Linked DNA regions of Mus musculus: region 2 is linked to region 1. The links are chromatin contacts, called in public Hi-C maps. All regions are on one chromosome and are shown on one strand. The core of a region is the stretch at or near the end of the contact, and the rest is flanking DNA. Distances in the headings are between cores, read along the strand shown.

The links. Hi-C and Micro-C count contacts between places; a contact is called where the count stands out from the background.
Region 2: a contact with region 1 is called in a Hi-C map of CD4 T cells, with 3 times the contacts expected there. The contact joins the promoter of Tecpr1 here to the promoter of Fbxl18 in region 1. A contact is called at or near these places in 1 of 39 promoter capture datasets (liver), 2 of 484 Hi-C or Micro-C datasets (CD4 T cells and CD8 T cells) and 1 of 115 datasets of contacts at active chromatin or transcription factors (thymic regulatory T cells).

The regions. Positions count from the first base shown.
Region 1 is chr5:142,893,835-142,896,694 of GRCm38.p6, forward strand. It overlaps Fbxl18 (F-box and leucine-rich repeat protein 18), which reads right to left and starts at 1,404. Exons shown (of 5, transcript NM_001033312.3): 1 at 1,276-1,404. Gm38733 (a long non-coding RNA gene) reads left to right here and starts at 1,470. Exons shown (of 2, transcript XR_003955825.1): 1 at 1,470-1,633.
Region 2 is chr5:144,222,323-144,225,100 of GRCm38.p6, forward strand. Tecpr1 (tectonin beta-propeller repeat containing 1) reads right to left here and starts at 1,293. Exons shown (of 25, transcript NM_027410.2): 1 at 1,173-1,293.

The DNA.
Region 1 (2,860 bases), core at 154-2,653:
TGCCTTGCAAACCCGATGACCCAAGTTCAAACCCTGGGACCCACATAAAATGCTGGATGCAGTGACCCACATCTGCCATCCCAACACTGCTAGCGCAAAGTGAGAGGAGGAGATAGGGGCATCTGTCAAAAGCTCACAAGCCAGCTACTCTGGAGTATACACCATCAAGAGAGATCCTGTCTCAACTGGGGGGAAAGGCAGAAGCGATAATTTAGTACTACTCTTTCGGAGGACCTGAGTTCGATTCCCAGTACCCACACTGGGGAGGCGAATAACCACCTGTGTAACTCCAACACCGGGTGCACATGATCCTCTGGTCTCCTCAGACACCTGTACTCATGTACACATACCCACACACAGTTATACATACACACATACACACACACACACACACTAATATAAACCAGATAAAAGGCAACAACCAACTCTTCAAAGTGGTCCTCTGACTTCCACATGTACGCCACGACACGCACCCATGACATGCACATGCCAGTACTCACGCATACACACACGCTAATATGATAAATAGGTGTACCCCCAGATGCGAGTACCTAGGAAAGAACAAATATAACTCAAGATAGGGAGGAAGGCAACAGGGAAGCTACCAGGTGCTCCCCTAACCCCCGCCACGGCCCCATACTGTCGTCTGCAGAAAAAAATACTGCACACCCGTAACAAGACGCAGTGGGATTCTCCAGCTGACCTAGATCATAAAGCTCTGGGGTCAGTCCGACGCCCTATCACACTCCCGCGCATCACAAGTAGACTCCAGAAAGAAGTGGGCTGCACTTAAGCTGATAGAAAAAAAGAAGAAGCCAGGGCTGGGAATGGGGTCGAAGCCCTGAGTTCCACCCTTAGCTGCACATTAACCACCGCGTGATGATGCACACCTGTAACCCCAGATTTACAAAGGCTACAATAGAAAGATTGCTGTACGTTCAAAACCAGCCTGGGCTGCACACTGAACTCCAGGCTAGACTGGGCTACAGTGTAAAACAAACAAGAAAACACAAGCAGAAGGGACAACGTCCCATAGCTGCGAGGGCAGAGCCAACACACAAGGAGACGGGGGAAAGGCCTGGAAACTCAGCAGGCCACGTGAAAGGGTCCATTCTGGCCATCGAGATTGTGCGCCTGGGAACAGATGGGGTCAGGAGAGGAGAGGGCCTGGTAGGAGGGTAGGAGACGGCAAGGATGGGCCTTGGAATAAAGCCAGGGTCGGGAGGGAAGCCCAGAGGGGACTCCAGCCGCCGGGGCTGGAGGTGCAGGTCGTACCTCTCCGGAGCTAGCCGCCGGAGCTGCAGCCTCACAGTCCCCCAGCCTGCCAGCGTAGGGATGCTCGAAGCCGGCGCGGCCACAGCTCCACAGAGACCCCGGTAAGGGGCGTGGCTGCGGCGCACGCCTAGACGTACTTCCGCTTGCGCCCGGATGGACCCGGTGCGGTCGCCATGTTGGGTGTGGCATAAAGTACTCTCAGGATTCAGAGGCGTCCAGAAGGTCACGAGTGACCAGTCTCTTAAGCTACCTCCGCAGTTTCTTGCTGTCGCTCCAACAACATGCGTTCTGCTCCAGGCCTTTGCATTTGCCATTCGCGCTACACACTGCGCTCCAAGTCATCTGTCACAGCGCTCAGGTATCCTAGATAACCATAGCAACCTTCATGTGCACACGCTCCTGAATTTGCCCCTCATCTTGCGTTACAACTCTCAATAGCTCTTTGCACCGCCTGACTTGCTAAGCCTTTTTGCTTGTTTTGAGTCTCACTCTGTAGTCCTGGCTGTCCTGGAATTAGCTATAAAGACCAAGCTGGCCTTGAAGTCACAAAATCCGCCTACCTCTGCCTCCCATCTATGCCTAGGCCACTGTTTATTTAATGTATGTGAGTGCACTGGAGCTGTCTTCAGACAAAGTTTCTGGGAATTGAACTCAGGACCTCTGGAAGAGCAGTCAGTGCTCTTAACCGCTGAGCCATCTCTCCAGCCCCATCTTGTTTTGTTGTTGTTGTTGTTGGTTTTTGGTTTTGTTTTGTTTTTTTGTTTGTTTGTTTGTTTGTTTTGGGTTTATCGAGACAGGGTTTCTCTGTATAGCCCTGGCTGTCCTGGAGCTCACTTTGTAGACCAGGCTGGCCTCGAACTCAGAAATCCGCCTGCCTCTGCCTCCCGAGTGCTGGGATTAAAGGCGTGCGCCACCACGCCCGGCTGTTTTGTTTTTTAACACTACTGAGGATTGAACCTAAGGCTTCCTTTCATGCGTGCTAAGTAAGCACCCTGCCTGTACCCCCATAACTAAGCAGAGAGTCTGCCTGGTACTGTTCTTTGCATGTCAACACTGAACAAATAAATATTTGCTGAATAAATGAATAATAAATGTTTCCACGGCGTTTCCAGTTAAAAATGGTTTCCTAGAGCTCGTGAAATGACTCGTCAGGGAAAGGAGCTTGACTCTGACTGACCACCTGAAGTGAGTTTGATTCCAAGGACCCACACGCTGGAAGGAGAAGACTGCCTTCTAGAAGCTGCCCTCTGGTGTCTGTGTCTGCACTGGTCATGCACATGTGCTCTCGCTCGAGTGTACACAGAGAAAGAGTCAGGAAGGAAGTCCAGATGGTTTAAAATTAAGATAATAGTTTAATGGGAGCTGGGGATGTAGTTCATTTGAGTATTTGTCTAGCAGATACATAACCCGGGGTTCCGTCCCTGGCACTATATAAACCAAACCAAACGGAAACAATCTTAGGACTCAGAAAGTGGAGGCAGGAAGACCTGCAGGTCAAGGTTACCCTAGGCTATATAGTGAGTTTGAAGCCAGCCTGGTCTACATAGTGCGTTTCAGGACTGCCAAGGCTATAGAGGAACTAATA
Region 2 (2,778 bases), core at 43-2,542, 1.3 Mb after region 1:
GTGGATGGATCCCTGGGGTTTCCTGGTTGGTTAGCCTAGCCTAATTAGTGGGCCCCGGGCTAGTGAGAAATCCCAGCTTTAAAAAAACAAAGTGGATGGTGCAGGTTGACCTCTGACTTCCACAGCCGCTTGTGCATCTGCACACACAAAGAAATTAAAAACAAAAACAACAGCAACAACAAGAAAACAGGGCTGGAGAAATGGCTCAGTGGTTAAGAGCACTGACTGCTCTTCCGAAGGTCCTGAATTCAAAATCCCAGCAACCACATGGTGGCTCACAACCATCTGTACAGCTACAGTGTACTCATATACATAAAAACAAACAAACAAACAAACAAACAAACAAAAAGCAGAGCAAGCAGTGGGCAGTAGATGCTCTTGAGGCCACAACACAGCACACAGAAGCCACAAAACGTTTACTTCTGCGGAATCTGTCTTCAGGCTGCAAGACTTCTTCTGGTTTTTCTATTACACCCTCACTCCTGTCTGATGTGCACTGGCTATTAAAGTTGTTTCCTGGCTGCCAAGCGCAGGGACCACTCCAAGGTGATGTTAGGGTTAAAAAAGAAGACAGGAAATATCAGAGCTTGTATGGGAGTGGGGGCCCTTCCTGGAGAGTAAATAGAGTCGGGCCCAGCCCCAGCCGGCAGGAAGCGACCTGGCTTTGATCCCAGTTCCTGCACTTGGGCGACAGGTGGGTCCCCTGCACTGTCACCAGGAGCATATGTCGGAGCTGTAGGGCTGTGACCATCTGCCTACACTAATCCTAAAGCAAGCAGATTTGCTCCCAACGTCAAGGGAGAAGAAAGGCTACAGACAGGCTCCTGGATGTTCCATTTCTCTAAAATCATGCAGGCTCGGCGATCGGCGTCTTCAAATCTCTGCAGTCCTAAGGCTGCAAAGGCTGCAATGGGGGTCATGCTATGAAGCGGGTTCACGAGCAGACATTTAGGGGTTCCAAAGCAGGGGTAGGGGTGGTGCCCTGTAGGTGTGCAGCAGAGAACACAAGTACAGTCCCCTCTCCCTCCCTCGATCGTCCCAGTTAACGCAGCCAATGGAGGAGAGGGATCGGAAAACTGGGAGCACCTCTGCTCTGTGCCACCCAAATAACATCGATCGGAGTCTCCACGGCCCTTGTCACCGATGTTACGGGGACATCGCGCCGCACTTACCTGTGCCCACGCCCGGTGGGGCGGGTTCCCAGCGGAGGCTTCTGTACTCCTCGGTTTTAGCTACAGTCCGGCCCTCCCCCGGCCTCAGGCTAGAGGGCGGGCCGGAAGCAATAATCAACTCAGCGTTGATCGGCCAGATTCGGAGTGACGCAACTGCCTGGAAGCTCACGATTGGCTGCTGCGCTCAGCCGCAATTTCTCCGGCTCGGGGTGGCGCGCGTGCGCACTCTCGAGGTCGCGCCGGGTCCCGCTAGCCAGCGGCGCTCTGTGCTAGTCGGGAGGAAAGGAGCGGGTTGCTACGTCCCCTCTCAGGACTCCGCGGGTCCCAGCGCGTCCTCACATGCCTGCTTCCTGCGCTCCAACCTTCTCCGGCACGTCCCTCCTTCTTGCCTGAAGCACTTCTCGTCTACACCGGCCTGCACCGCTCCCGAAGCGGAGTCAGGTTTTTTCAGGGTTGGATTTCTTTAGTTGACACAGGAGTCTGTTTTCCAGCCTTCATAAGAAAGGATAGTCGTCATTTCTAATTCTTCATTTCTTGTTTAAAGATTTATTTATTCTTATGTGCCTTGTGCAGTTTGCCTTCTTTTGCCTGCATTCATGTCCGTGTGACGTTGTCAGATCCCCTGGTACTGGAGTCACAGTTGTGAGCTCCCATGTGGATGCTGGGTATTGACACCGGGTCCCCGGGTTAGTGCTCTTAACTGCTGAGCCATCTCTCTAGCCTCTTATTAACTTTTTAGTTTTTAAAAAAATATTTATTTGTATGTGTGTTCCTGTGTGCACGTGCGCAATGCGCTAGGTGCAGAGATCAGAGGACAGCTTTCTAAAGTTGGTTTTTTTCCTACCACCGTGTGGGTCCCAGGGTTCGAACTCAGTACTTCAGGCTTCTCAGCCTTTACCTACTGAGCCACCTCACCGGTAAATTCTGTATTATTTTTTTTAATTAGTGTGTTTTAGATTTTGATTTGTTTATGTGTGAGAGTATAAGCAGATGTATGTGTTGTGTGTAGGGGTGTGTGTACCTGTATATAACCCACACAGGCCTGAAGAGGGCATCCACCGGGTGCTCTCTGCTGCTATTCTGCCTGTTCTGAGGCAAGGTTGCCTACTGTCTTCATTAGGCTGGAATCCAGCAACCCCCTGACACCCCCTGGTTTCTGCTCACCTTGGGGTTAAGGTTAAGTCATTTGCAGGGACACCTGGTGTGTTAAGAGGACGCTGGATCTGATTCTGGTCCTCACTGCAGAGCAGGTGTTCTTAATGTCTGAGCCATCTCTCCAGCCCCTCGTTAGTTTTAGGGGGTCTTTTTTTTTTCTCTCCTTACAACATTTATTTAGTGTATGTGTGTCTGTCTCTCTGTCTTTGGTCAGAGGACAACTTATTGGAATTGGTTGTCTAGTTCTATTGTGAAGCGAGAATCCATATTCAATTGAGTTCAGGTTTTCAGGTGAGTGTCTTTACCCTCTGAGCCATCTTGCTGACTTGCCTGGTTGGTTGGTTGGTTTGACACAGGGTCTCACTGAATTACTCAAGCTGGGATGGAATTCACGATGTAGCTCAGGTTAGCCTTGAACTTGCAACCTTCCTTCCTCAGCCTCCTGAGTGCC